Linked DNA regions of Sus scrofa: region 1 is linked to region 2. A link is a contact called in public promoter capture Hi-C data. All regions are on one chromosome and are shown on one strand. The core of a region is the stretch at or near the end of the contact, and the rest is flanking DNA. Distances in the headings are between cores, read along the strand shown.

The links. Promoter capture Hi-C pulls out the DNA fragments that hold promoters and counts their contacts.
Region 1: a promoter capture Hi-C map of liver shows a contact between it and region 2, with 3 times the contacts expected there. The contact joins the promoter of TDRD7 here to the promoter of POLR1E in region 2. A contact is called at or near these places in 1 of 5 promoter capture datasets (liver) and 1 of 47 Hi-C or Micro-C datasets (embryonic fibroblasts).

What each region holds. Positions count from the first base shown.
Region 1 is chr1:239,283,475-239,290,443 of Sscrofa11.1, forward strand. It overlaps TDRD7 (tudor domain-containing protein 7), which reads left to right and starts at 2,154. Exons shown (of 17, transcript XM_001924680.5): 1 at 2,154-2,334.
Region 2 is chr1:238,195,697-238,202,967 of Sscrofa11.1, forward strand. It overlaps POLR1E (DNA-directed RNA polymerase I subunit RPA49), which reads left to right and starts at 1,963. Exons shown (of 12, transcript XM_021066147.1): 1 at 1,963-2,127; 2 at 2,990-3,093; 3 at 4,260-4,336; 4 at 5,707-5,792. The coding sequence starts at 2,052.

The DNA.
Region 1 (6,969 bases), core at 904-3,403, 1.1 Mb after region 2:
CAAATTCATTAACCTGTACACTTAAAATATTTATTATATGTAAACTATTAATCAATGCAACTGATTTTTAAAAAAACTTACTGCAGAGCATCATTTATCCTTATAGATAGGCCAGTCCAAACATGGACTCCTTTTGCAAGGGCCTCAGACTTGGGGTCAACTCACATCATTTCATGATTTATTTTACATATTGGACTTGGGAGTTTGTCCTAATTTCCTACTCCAACCGGCCATCTTTCAATTGGGAGCCGCTTTTTACATCTTTCCAATCTTAAATGTGAAGCCAGGGGATGTATGAGCACTGCAGAGTCCAAATTGAATCTGGTTGTGTATTAGGTTTATTAAGTCCAATGCAGTGTTTGGAGCAGAATGGAGGGGAGAGAAGGAAAAGAGATATCTGAAATAGACTGAAATACAGCAGTGGGGATGAAAAAATTGCCAAGGAGAGACATTTGGGCAGATTTAGTCAGGGACTAGATGTGGGCATAAAAAAGAGAGCAGTGTTCAGAGAAGACGTTGAACGGTTTCCCATTGCCTTTGAAAAAAAGCCCAAACTCCTAAGCATGGCTATCAGGCCTTCCAGAGTCTGTTTCCAATCTCCATCTTCATTGCCCACTACCTCTTTTCACTGAATCTAAAGCTCCTCAAGCACAGGCTTGTGCCTTAACATAGTAGGCACTCTATTAATAGCAGTTGTTCTGTACAGGGTAGTTGTATGTACAAATATACAAATGTCCATTCGCCTACTGATGGAGGTCTGTGTTATTCTCCTGTTTGGCTGTTACAAACAAAACTGCTATGAATATTCTTGTCCAGGTCATTATGTGGACGTATGTTTTCATTTCCCTTGGGTAAATGCTGGGAATGGAATAGCTGGGTCATATGGTAGGTTTCATACACCCATACAATGGAATACTACTCAGAAATGAAAAGACTTGAACTCTTGGTGCACACAGCAATATGGATGAATCTCAACATGCTTCTGCTGAGTGAAAGAGGCTGGATTCCCCCCCCCCCAAAAAAGACAGCACATATATGATTCTGTTTATATAAAATTCTAGAAAAAACAAACTAATCTATAGCTACAGAAAACAAAGCTGCAGTTGATAAGGCAAGGGACAGAGGCACATGAGGTGAGGATTATAAACGTGCATGAGAAAACTCTTTTGGGGAGACAGATATGTTCATTATTTTTACAGCAGTGCTAGTTTCACAGCTGTATACACATGTCAAAACATCATAGTGTACATTTTAAACATGGGTAGCATGTCAATTATACTTTAATAAAGCTGTAAAAAATACTGTTTGAATAAATAGTAGGCCCTCAGTAAAGGCATATAGAATGAATGCAGCAAAGTGTTTATAGTTGGTTTAAGGAATACAAACCAATATGCCCAATAAATGTTGGTAGAATTAATGTGCAGAAAAAAAAGTGAATACTAGGTGTTCAGTAATTTTATAACAAATGAATGAATAAATGAATTTGAGAAATGTTTATGTCAGCCTACCCTGTGCCAGGGACTATTCTTGGTTCTGGGAATAGATTACGGAACAAAACAAAGATCCCTGAGCTCATAGAGTTTTAATCTGAGGAGGACAGTAGACAACGAAAAGGTAAGTAAAACACATAGAGTGTGCTACCCGGGTGCTAAGGAGAGAGAAAGGTGAGAAGGCGTTGGGACAGGGAATGTTAGCGAAGGAGAAGACATTTTTGAGAAGGTGGCTCCTCCTCGAAAGGGTAACCCTTGAGAAAAGACCGAAAGGAAATGAGCGGACCAGGTGGGTGTCTGAGAGAATAAAAAGTAACTGCCCCAGAAACGAAGAAAAGACTGAGCGAGAGCTGAATGAGACATCTGACGGGTACGCGAATGCAATAGCAGGCGCACACATGTGCTGGTGAAGTGGGCTGGGTCCCGGGTCTTCCCGGCCCGCCCGTTCTTGCATCGTCCACGTGGAGGCGCTCCTGCGCCCGCCCTGCCGTCGTCTTCCGCCGACGGCCCGTGCGTGGGCACGCGCAGAAACCGCTAGGCGGCGTCGGTTTCCCTTCCCACGCGCGGACGCCGGCGTGGGCGGACGCGGCCGGGGTGCCCGCGCGTGCGCAGAGCCGAAGCCGGGCTGCCCTCGGGGAGGGGCGGAGCGGGGCGGGGCCGAGCAGGGCGGGGCGGGGGCTTGAGGTGATTCCCGAGCCGCGGCGGCGGCGGCGGCGGCAGCGGCGGCTCCGGCCGTGCTGGGGAAACCGAAAGTGGGCGGTGGCTGCGGCTGTGGCCCTGGCGGAGACGGCGGCGAGAGCCGGGCCCAGAGGCGCGGGGACGGGCCGCAGGCCCCCAGAACGAGGTGAGCGCAGGTCCCGCCGGCTGCAGAAACGACAGGTGCCGGGCGAGGTTTGGCGAGGTTTCAGGCTGGCACAACGCACCTGGGTCGCTAGCGGAACAGTGGCCCGAGCGGGACTCGAATGGACCCCGGGCCTCTTCCCTGCAGCCGCAGAGGATGCCCCGGTCTCCACCCAGGAAAGCGGGCTGGGCTCCAGGGAGTTGGAGTTCCAGAGCGTTGTGTTGTAAATCTTTGATGGGACCCCTCCCCCGACCGCTCGGGGCTGTCTGGGCGTTCACCCCTGGGGAGTCGGACGGACCCCTGACGCCTGGGAAACTCAGTGCAGTGGGGAAATGCAGCAGGGGGGTGTGGACAGGGGGCGGGAGATGATGACCAGGAAGTGGTTCCTGGTACCGGCGCAGGGGCCCCCAGCCGCCCGCTTGGAGCAAGGGATAGCCGGGCCCCCTGGCTATTGAACTCCCGTATTTTACACCGTGAACTTTAAGTTCCTTAAAGGCACGGACCTCTCTTTACAGACCAGCCCTGCAAGCCGCTTAAGTAATGTAGGACACAAATAACTATCCGCTTCTCTTAAACCGCGAGCACCTGGTGGGTACAGAGCACCAAGTAAGGAGGGAAATATGAATCCAAGAGTGAGTTGTCTCTTTACTTTCGCCAGAACCCCCAACAGGGTCAGGTTCTCAGCCTCAGTTTAAGGGCTCGGAGCCCGCATGACTGTTCTGCTCAGATCTCCTTGAGGGGGTAGGTGCAGTACATTTCCATACATAACCAAGGGCACCACTCACTCCCAAACAATTTCAAAGAACTGGAAAGGGAAACAGCGATGTTAGAAAACGTCTTGGCCCCAAAGATTCCCGAAAGCCACCCTACAAAACGAAAACAAAAATACCACTGATCTGGGTCATCCCTCCTTCCCCACTTTCGTGCAGGTGGAAAATTTGCTGAAAAGTGCCCTGCCTTGTGATAGATGACAATTTAATGACCGAAGTGAAAATTAGACCCAAGTCCCTATTCCCCATCTGCTTTGATGTGCTGGTGTTGCATACTGTGCATAGTGGGAGCTTTGCAGACTTGGCTTCTGGGCTTCTCCACTTCGTAATTGTGTAAATTGAACAAATTACATAGTGTTTTTGAGCCTGGCTTTCTGTTTATCAATTGGAAATACTTAACTTTGCAAGGCTTTTGTGAAATAACTACTGTAGTCCCTTTGACTCATAGTAATAAAGAAGTGTTAACTCTTTTCCTTCCACCAGACTTCCCATATTTTACATAATTGTGTTTCACTCTCTTGGAGGCAGGGACATAACTTTAAGTTCTGTCTATCATATAAATTGGACCATGGTGGAGGTTTCTGCACGTTCACTCAACTGCCATTCAGGGAGCATCATGAACTGTGCTGGTGCGGGAAATGGCTGTGGAGCCAACCGGGGTAGAACCTACATCCCCTGTGCCTCCCGTCCAGGGCCCTTTGCCAGCCCACAGCCTCCCTGTGTGCTAGAGAAACATAGTGAGACTGTGAAGTAGCACTTGGTGGTGCCTTCAGATTACAGCCCCTGTAGATTGGAAATGAAATGTAATCCCTGCTAATGCCCTTTTAAGTGTCCTAGTTGAACATGGCTGAATGAACTATTGTATTTTGTACCTAGAGATTTAACTCTTTGAAGGATGTCTCTTTAAGTTCTCAGTGCAGTACAGTCTAGTTAGAGACTTCATATGAATGTAAAGGAAAAATAGAATCCAACTCTTAAGTGCTGACTCTGTGAGCAAGTGCTATTTCTGAGAACCGAGATTTGACATAGAATGAATGCTTTGCTTCTGGGCAAAGCTTCAGGGTCAGCAGATACATACAAAACGGACAGAGGTTCCTTGGTGCTTGGAGTGAAATCTCATTTCATATCTATGTGAATTGGTTTTTTTCTTTCTTGATGGAAAACTACCTTTCTCCTCCCTGCTCCTGCCTTTGTGTTTTTAGAAGCTTCATTCTTTTCATTATTTCCCCTATTGGGCCAGTTTTTTACAAAATATTGCCTTTTATACAAACAATTTAAAGGCAGTTTGTCATTTTTAACTGAAAATATGTGTGAGGATGTATGGCAGTTAATGCTTCTGATCGGCACAAGACACTCAACGTGACCCCAGAGTAAACTCAGTATTTTAGCTCTGCTGCTTTGTCAACAGGAAGCACACCCATGATTTCCATCAGATCTTTGGACCCTATTTTGCCCTTGAAGGAAAACCAGGGAAAGTTGGAAACTGTGGATCTTGTCCATCCTCTTTTTCTTCCATATGAAAAAAGTGACTTAGAGACTTGCTCAGAGTCACACCTAATTAGAATCAGAACTGGCATTAAGACCCAAACTCCTAACTAAGCCACTTACGATCTCAGGGTTTTTTCCTCTGGCCTGTAGATTTATGGAAAGCCCTTATTTATTCATACTGTGTAATTAGTAATGCATGTATAATTTGGAGGTTGAAATTACAATAATAAAAAAAAGGAAGGAGTTCCCGTCGTGGCTTAGTGGTTAATGAATCCGACTAGGAACCATGAGGTTGCGGGTTTGACCCCTGGCCTTGCTCAGTGGGTTAAGGATCCGGCGTTGCCGTGAGCTGTGGTGTAGGTTGCAGAAGCGGCTCGGATCCCGAGTTGCTGTGGCTTTGGCAGAGGCCGTTGGCTATAGCTCCGATTAGACCCTAGCCTGGGAACTTCCATATGCCTTGGGAGCGGCCCAAGAAATGGCAAAAAGACAAAAAAAAAAAAAAAAAAAGAATAGGAAACAGCTCTCTGAAGTTACCCTGAGGGAGAATATCACTACCCGAGGGCATTAATAACTATCTTTCTTTTTAAGAAGAATTGATAAAGGAATAATTCAGGTGTAACAAATAGACTACAGTTGGAAAGAAAAGATAATATATTAAACTGTTGCAAGGTGAGAAATCACCAAAACTTTACCTCTCTGAGGCTCAGTTTATTGATTTTTTGTAATGAGGGATTTGGGATAGACTGGAGGATGCCTAAAATCTTTTCAGCACAGACATTCTGGGTTTTAGGGGCCTGGCTTAGTGCTACAGATAGTGTCTGCATGGAGAAGGGCAGCCATTTACCAGAAGTATGTGCCTTAAGGGAATAATAAAAATTGAGTAGCTGACTAAAGAAGGTAAGAGAGATTGCATGGTGATTTCAGTTTACCCTAACAATTCTTCCGATTTATTTGGGCTTTTAGTGCCACTCTTCAAATCGAATTTATAACACGAAAAGTGCAATGGGGAAGATGAGCCAAATAATGCAGCTGGAAATAGTTGAGAAAAGAGAAGCTGAGCGGAGAGAGCACAGATGGGAGGGAGATCAGCTTGGCTAAAGGTCTCTGGGCCTCAGGAGGGAGGAAGCTCCAGCTTCAGGAAGCACATCACATGCACATGACTGAGCCAGGGAGGACGAGCCAGTGGTAAAAGCAGGTATCTAGAGGACACCAAACCTGGCTCTTCAGAATAAGACTCTCCCAGAACCCTTTTCAGGGTCAGGTGTGTTAGAAATGTTGTGCATTTGCAAACTTCAGTTTTGAGTGTGAAAATTATTTTAGGCTGTTCACATTGTTTAAACCTTGCTTTCCTGCAGGTTGTCATTACTTTCCCCTATTCCTTGCCCCACTTTTTGTACTTCATTAACATTTGGGGGCACTCGTGATTAATTGTGTAGCAAAATAGAAAAGGAACAGTATAAAAGGATTGGATTTTTGCAGCAGTTGACAGGTCTTTTGGATTTGGGTGCCGCATCCTTAAATCACACTGTGTGGCAGATGCCCGTTTAAGGTCCCTTGAAGTACTAGTCACTAAGAATGCCCCAGGGCTGTTCCCTGTGTCCCCCAAGTCGAACTTGTGTTCAGAAGCCAACTCTATACATTGGAGTGTCTGAAAGGAAGCCTTAAGTCTGGGAGCCGGAAGACTGGGGGTCTTGTGGTTCTGGCCATAAAAGAAGGCCTGGAATAATTACCCTGGACCTCAGGTGTGGGGTTGTTTTTGTTTTGTCATTTTTAAACTGAGCAGTTTGGAGGAGATGGTGTGAAGGGGCCCACTAGCATTCTGTGTGCCTCAGCCTCCTTTGAGGCTGGCCCCACTGGCCTGTGCTGCCATACAGTGTCCGTGGACACTGGGAGTACAGTCTGCAGGGAGCCTCTGCCCCAAGACCCTTTGCAAAAGTAGTTAAGTGACTTTTGCCTACTAGTTAGGTGAGACATCTTGGAGAAGATCCAGTGGCCTTTTTTAAGTTTGCCAGGTCAAGTAGGTTAACAAGGCAAGCAAGAAAACCTGGGGCAATGCTGATATTTCAAATTTGATGCCTTTCACCAATGCCCCGTTCATTGCACTCTTAGCCACGTAATGCATATATTCATAGACAGTTTCCCATCTGTACCATGCCTTGAGGAAAACCTAACTTCCAAAAGCCAAGTATTGTGCTAAGCACTTCCAGCTATTTCTGATGCTTGTCATTCAGAAAGAGAGGCAGAGAAAGGAGGAGGAAAACGAGTGAGAGGAAGGACATGAAAGTCAAGTGCAGTCCATTGTAGCTGGTTTCTTCTTCCTTGACTGAGGTCATTGCTAGCTGACCTTGGCCAGTTTTTGAAATCAAAAGAATTCTGATTA
Region 2 (7,271 bases), core at 713-3,212:
AATCTACTGAATAAAATAAGAATCCACAAATCCATACTGATATTTGTAAGTAAATAAATGAATAATTGAAAGGTGAACAGGATATTTACTTAGTCTATAGTAAAAAAAAATTGCCCACAATATACTTATTAATTACAAAGGGAAAAGAATAACTTTACTGTGGAGAAACATGGCTGATTCCACATTAGTTAAGTGATCAAAGTTACTGTAACCTGTGATGGGACAAATCGAATTGTACATCACCTGACATAACACAATGAGAAGAACAGTATCATATTTGTAAAATTTCTGCCAAAGATGCATAACCTGAAGCTAATCACTTGGAAACATTAGAGAAACATTAGACAAACAGATTGAAGGACATTCAAAATAACTGGCCTGTGAACTTTAAAATTCAAAGTCAGAGTAAGAAACTGTTTTTGGTGGAAGGAGACTACAGAGCTATGCCAGCTAAATGCAATATGTGATTCTGGACAAGATCTTCTGTTATAAAGACATTACCAGAAGAGCTGATGAACTGAAGTGGGAAATGATGAGTATATGGTAGTAATGTAGCAATGTTAATTTCCTGATTTTTATGGCTGTAGTGTAGCCATTTAGGGATCGTTTTTGTCTGTAGGAAATACTATACATGGTCTTCAGGTGTGATGGGGCATCAGGTTGATAACTTACTCTAAAAAGTTCAGGGCCAGAAAATTTCTTTGCACTGTACTTGCAATTTTTCTGTAAGTTGAGATTTGGTAATTAGAAAAGACTTGCTCAGAAAAAGGAGAGCTCAGGTGTTATCTTTTTTTTTTTTTTTTTTTTGTCTTTTTGCCGTTTCTTGGGCCGCTCCAGTGGCATATGAAGGTTCCCAGGCTAGGGGTCTAATCGGAGTTGTAGCCACCGGCCTACGCCAGAGCCACAGCAACGCGGGATCCGAGCCGCGTCTGCAACCTACATCACAGCTCACGGCAACGCCGGATCCTTAACCCACTGAGCAAGGGCAGGGACGGAACCCGCAACCTCATGGTTCCTAGTCGGATTCGTTAACCACTGCGCCACGAAGGGAACTCCCAGGTGTTAATGTTTTTTAGATCATCTTGGAAGTACGTGCAGGGGGAGGGGAAGTCTCAAAAGAAGGCAATTTGGAAAACACAGATGAGTCAACCTGGTTCTTTCCCTTCAACAGTACCCTCCTTTGACTGAGAAAAACGGGTCCTAGCCTGGGCCCATGCTGAAAGATCTGCTTTAATCCTCCTTTTTGCCTAATAACTCCCCATGCGGTAGGGAGGGTTGAATCCGCGGGGACAAAGGACCATGCCTTCTGGTTCCCCCTTCTTGTCCACCCCAGAAGCTTTGAGTCTGCTGGGCCTCTCCCACTGGTCCATACTCTCAGAGTTGATTGAACCACAGGTGGTACTGTGCCAAGGTCCGAGAAGATGAGGTCATGTTACTGTTTACAGGATTGTGGATCACGTTTGGGCTTAAGGATTGATATCCAGGTGTGTGGATGGAGGTCCTGGAAAGCGGCCGGTCTCCGCCAGTCGCCACATTTAGTTAGCGTGCAAGGATTGCCTATCGAAAAATTCTAAATTTGAACTTGGACTTTCAGGCGTCAGTAAGACTTATTTGCCTCGGTGGTAGAGATAGACCATACCCTACCTAGACTCAGCCGCGAAGAAACCCGTCTATGCGCTAAAGCAAGACCTGAAGGTAGTGTGCTCCCTAGCGGCACACGACCTGTAAAGAGCAGGCCGAGTGCTGGGCCAATCACGTGTTGCGCCTTGCTGCGGAGGAAGGAGCGGGGCATAGGGAGCGCAGAGACCCCGCCTCTCCACGCGGAGGGGCGGGCGAAGAGTGAGAGGGGATGGCCCGCCTCAGAGCTCAGCGAGACAGCGCTTAGGGGCCGGGCCTGATGGGGGCGGAGCCACGCATCTCTGCGTGCGCAGGGCGGTGCCCGGAGAGGCCACGCCTCTTCCGCCCTGCCTTTTTTTTTTTTTTTTTTCCACCCGCGTGTACCTAGCGGACGCAGTTGTCTTAACTCCTGTGCTTGGCGGTAGAAGGGCGAGATGGCGGCGGAGGTGTTGCCGAGTGCAAGGTGGCTGTACTGTGGAGACCCCGAAGAGAGCCAGAGAGCTTTACTGGGTAAGGACTGCGGAGCCGGAGCAGAGCTCCCTGTAACTTCCTCCCTTTCTGTCTCGGTATCTACAGCCCTCGTCTTCCCTTACTGGTCCGTCCCCCTTCTCAGCTGGGCCAGATCCCTTCCAGGCTCTACTGCTACTTAGGGCTCGGCCAGGGTTCCTCTGTCATCTCACCGCGTTTCTGTCACCACCTTCCCGCTGAATGAGGCCTTACCAGTTACCCCTTCCCAGTACTCTAGACCCGGTCATCTCCTCACCCATCAAGTCTCAAACCTGCTCCATTTACTTTCCTCCATTGGGCAGAATTTTTCTTTATCTTTTTAGGTCTGGTCCAGGCCTCGTCAGTTAGTCCCATTTCCCCTAGTTATTCCCTCCCGTCGAAGCCCCTCTCTCCTCAGGCCTCCCCTTACCTTCCCATCCCCTCCCCATCCTCTTCCCACCTGGATCCGGATCTCCTTAAGCCCTCCTTTGGGGAGTTCCCATCATGGCTCAGTGGTTAACGAATCCGACTAGGAACCATGAGGTTGCGGGTTTGATTCCTGGCCTTGCTCATTGGGTTAAGGATCCGGCGTTGACGTGAGCTGTGGTGGTGGTCGGATCCCGCATTGCTGTGGTTCTGGCGTAGGCCGGTGGCTACTGCTCTGATTAGACCCCTAGCCTGGAAACCTCCATATGCCGCGAATTTGGCCCCAGAAAAGACAAAAAACAAACAAAAAACAAAAAAAAACCTCCTTTGGGCCAGGACCTGGGCCTCTTTGCCATCCCCATTCCTTCAGTCACTCCCTCTCATTGACTGTCTGTTTCCTCTGCATCATACTCTCTTGGTCCTTCTGCTCTCATGTCATTCCTGGGCTACAATCTTACAGTCCAGTTCTCCAATGGGAAGCTGCAGAATCCAGGCAACATGCGCTTCACCTTGTACAAGAGCAATGATTCCACAAACCCCAGGAAGAGGAGTCAGCGGATCCTGGTAAGTGCTGCAGTAGCTTGTTTTCTCCACTCTGCAGGCTTCAGGAGGCCCCTTGGGTGTGGAAGGGAGTGAGAGGAGAAAAGCAGGGGATAGCAGATTAGCCTTAAAGAACTTTGAGCCCCAGCAGGCTGGTGTGTGGGAGCAGGCTCCATTCAGTTTCACACTTATGGTGAAATGATAGCCCTTTATTCATTTGTTCATTCAGCAACCATCTATTGAACCCCCACTGTGGCTCTGGGCCGTAAGCAGCTAGGGAGACAACTAAGTCAGACATGGCCCCACCCGGAGGGAGCTCATAATCTAGAGCAGCATTTCTCAATCTCAGCACGACTGACCTTCTGACCCAGATAATTCTTTGTTGTGGGGACTGTTCTGCACATCCCTGGTGTTTAGCAGCTTCCCTGGTCTCTACCCAAATATACCTAGCACCTCCTCGTTGTGACAATAGCATGTCAGACATTCCCAGATGTCCCCATAGGGGTATTTCCCTGGGTTGAGAACCACTGATCTAGAGAAGTGAGAACTGGATGTAGGGGACACTTACACATAAGGAGACAAAGTTCAGGATTCCAGGGAGGGAGGGTACAGAGCAGGGCAAAGTGCGCTCTGCTTGCCAGAATGCCTTCTTGTGGCAGGATGCATTGGAGCCCTGAAGGATGGAGGAAGGTTTGACAGCTGAGGCTAATATTCCAAGTGAAGAGGACACCAAGGACAAACATGGGGAAGCAGGAAAACTTGGCTATGATTGAGGAGTATATTAGCCATTTCCATGGTCCTGGGAGCATGTAAGGAACAGTCATGGAAGAGGTGGCAAAGAGGTTCAAGAAGGGGTTAGACTTTGGGGTTGCCTGCAGGATCATTTTGTTGCATGCCTCTACGTGCTCAGCTACTCTCCCAAGCTCCACCAAGAACTTTCTGGCCTAGCTGGAAGCCAGCAATACCTGGGGCTTCCCTTTCAAAAATCCTTTTGCTTTTTCCCCAGGGACACCCAAAATTCACTTAAAGATAGTGGAGCTGGATCATCTCAAAGAGGCTCTCCCTGTTCTAATCTACTGTGGTTTGGAGTCTAAAGCTTCTGTATCTGAGGTTGCTCAGCTGTGGGAAGTCAAGATATTTATTATCTTTCAGCATTGGTTGTAATGGAACTTTCCCCCTCTCCATTTTAGGCAGCTGAAACAGACAGACTTTCCTATGTGGGAAACAATTTTGGGACTGGAGCCCTCAAATGCAACACTCTCTGCAGGTAGGGACAGGGTAAAGGGATTGCGGGGAGTAGAGGGTGGTGGCGGCAGCCCTGGCACTGCTCTTCTCTGCCTTTATTTTAGGGGCAATGGGGGAAATCTAGAGAGGTTTCTCAAGTTTCTGTGTTCCCAGACCCAGTGGCCTTCACACCAGCATGTAGACATTCCTGAAAATGAAAAGTGACTTAGATTTGTTTAATTTCCTAAAAATCTCATTTATTTACAATCTTGATGAGTTTTTTTAACTGAGAGCTAATTGACATATGACATTGGTTTCAGGTGTATAACAATGATTCAATATATGTACATATTGCAAAATGGCAACATGGTAAGTCTAGCTAACATCCATACTTAATTACAAAATTTTTTCAACCAGAAGTTTATACTTTTTGATCACCTTCATTAATTTTCACCACATCGTTAACTTATAATAGTCTTTTGTTTTTAAGCATCTTGTTCACAGAAGGCAGCAGTCTTCATTAATTGGAATGTGTGATCAATAGGCCAAAGCTTACTGGAAGTCTGCCTTGGTACTAACTGTAAGAAAAGGATTTGGTGCTGTCCAAGGCGCCAGGATTTCTCTCTGACTCTGGAAAGATTGACTGACTTTGGGCAACTCTGCCCTTTACTGACCTCTAGTCCTCCCTTCAGCACTATGAAGATTTTCCAGCCTGAATGGTCTGTACCTAAGGGGTTGGCATGCAGGCAGTGTCCCTGTGAAAGTATGCATCCCTAAACCACAAACAAGGCCCTTTCAGAGCGCCTCCAGACTGCTCTGACAGAAGTCAGATTAATGTGTATATGCTTGAGGCTTTGCTGTGGCTGTGGCGCTGGCCGGCAGCAACAGCTCTGATGAGACCCCTAGCCTGGGAACCACCATACGATGCAGGTGCAGCCCTAGAAAGAGCCAAAAAAAAAAAAAAAAAAGAAAATGTGCATATGCTTGAAACTTTGAACTTTTTATCATCCCTTTAAGAGATTGTCTAGTTTAAACCGATATTCTCATTTTTACCAAGTTTTTACTTGTCTTTGCCTCCCTAGAATTGGTCCGTGCAGGAAATGCTAGTGTAAGTCTACTTCCTTCTAGCCCCAGAGTTTCTCTCTGCAGCAGTGAGCCCAAATGTGATCAGACACCAGAAGCAGCTGGTAGCTCCCCCACCCCCACCCCCTCATCCCTTCCCTCCTTTCTCTCCCCGTGCAGAGAATTGCTGCTCTAGGGAATTAGTGTTACTCATGAGCAGGTGATGCATTCCTCAGGTGTATGGCGGCAGGAAGAAGGTTGAGAAGTTTTAAGTAGGAAAAGGAGATTGTGTTTATTAACAATACATTTTGAGTAATCCATTGGCACTGGTGCTGTTCCTTCTTTATTCAGGCACTTTGTGGGAATTTTGAACAAGACCTCTGGCCAAATGGAAGTCTATGATGCTGAAATGTTCAACATGCAGCCACTGTTTACAGGTAGGTCCCAGTCAGGAGGGCTCAAAGAAATGCTGAATTAGATTTGCTGGATGAGTTCGTTTTGAGTTTTGATTTGTAAAATAACATTTGTGGCTATTTTTTAAAGTTTTTTTTTCTATTTGAAAAAGTTTTAAGAGTGCTTTTTACTGAGCAAATAATTATTGATGACCTATATGCTCCAGGCATAGGATATAGCAAAAGAGACACAGATCCTATCCTTACGTTGATGGACTGGAGATCCAGAAATTAATCTTAAAGCAAGTTGAGCAATGATTAAAGCACATTATTGGAGGGAATGTCTGATACTTTTTCCATCGATGGCCTTTCTTAATTCTTTTTTTTGTGTGTGTGTCTTTTTAGGGCTGCTGCACCCGTGGCATATGGAAGTTCTCAGGCTAGGGGTCGAATCGGAGTTGTAGCCACTGGCCTATGCCACAGCAGTGCCAAATCTGAGCTTCATCTGTGACCCAGACCACAGCTCACGGCAATGCTGGATCCTTAACCCACTGAGTGAGGCCAGGGATTGAACCCCCGTCCCCACAGATACTAGTCTCGGGTTCATTACTGCTGAGCCTCGACAGGAACTCCTTAATTCTTTTTTTTTTTTAATTTTAATTTTTAAATTTTTTTGCCTTTTGTAGGGCTGCACCCGTGGCTCATGGAGGTTCCCAGGCTAGGGGTCTAATTGGAGCTGTAGCCGCCGGCCTACACCAGAGCCACAGTAACACAGGATCCGAGCCATGTCTGCATGCAACCTACACCACAGCTCACAGCAACGCCAGATCCTTTTTTTTTTTTTTTTTTTGTCTTTTTTTTTGCTATTTCTTGGGCCACTCCCGAGGCATATGGAGGTTCCCAGGCTAGGGGTCCAATCCGAGCTGTAGCCTCCGACCTACGCCAGAGCCACAGCAACGCGGGATCCGAGCCGCATCTGCAACCTACACCACAGCTCACGGCAATGCTGGATCGTTAACCACTGAGCAAGGGCAGGGACCGAACCCGCAACCTCATGGTTCCTAGTCGGATTCGTTAACTACTGCGCCACAACGGGAACTCCCCCTTTTTTTTTTAATTTTTTTTTTTTTTTTGTCTTTTTGCCATTTCTTGGGCCGCTCCTGCGGCATTTGGAGGTTCCCAGGCTAGGGGTCCCATCGGAGCTGTAGCTGCCAGCCTACGCCAGAGCCACAGTAACGCAGGATCCGAGCCACGACGGGAACTCCTTTAATTCTTAACTGTTCTGGTTGGGGTAGAGGTTTTAGAATCTTTGAGAGATGATAGGAGTTATTTATAGGCTGGACAGTAACTTTCATATTGATGAAAAGTCTCTACACTTTCTAATTTGGGTGGAGAGCCTTTTTTTCTTTGATCTAGTGGGAGAAGTTGCAGTACTACTCTGTTTCAGAATCTTAGAATGTTTAGAGCTAGAGTGGGATCTTTCAAAATGATATAAGAAATGGAGTTCCCGTCGTGGCGCAGTGG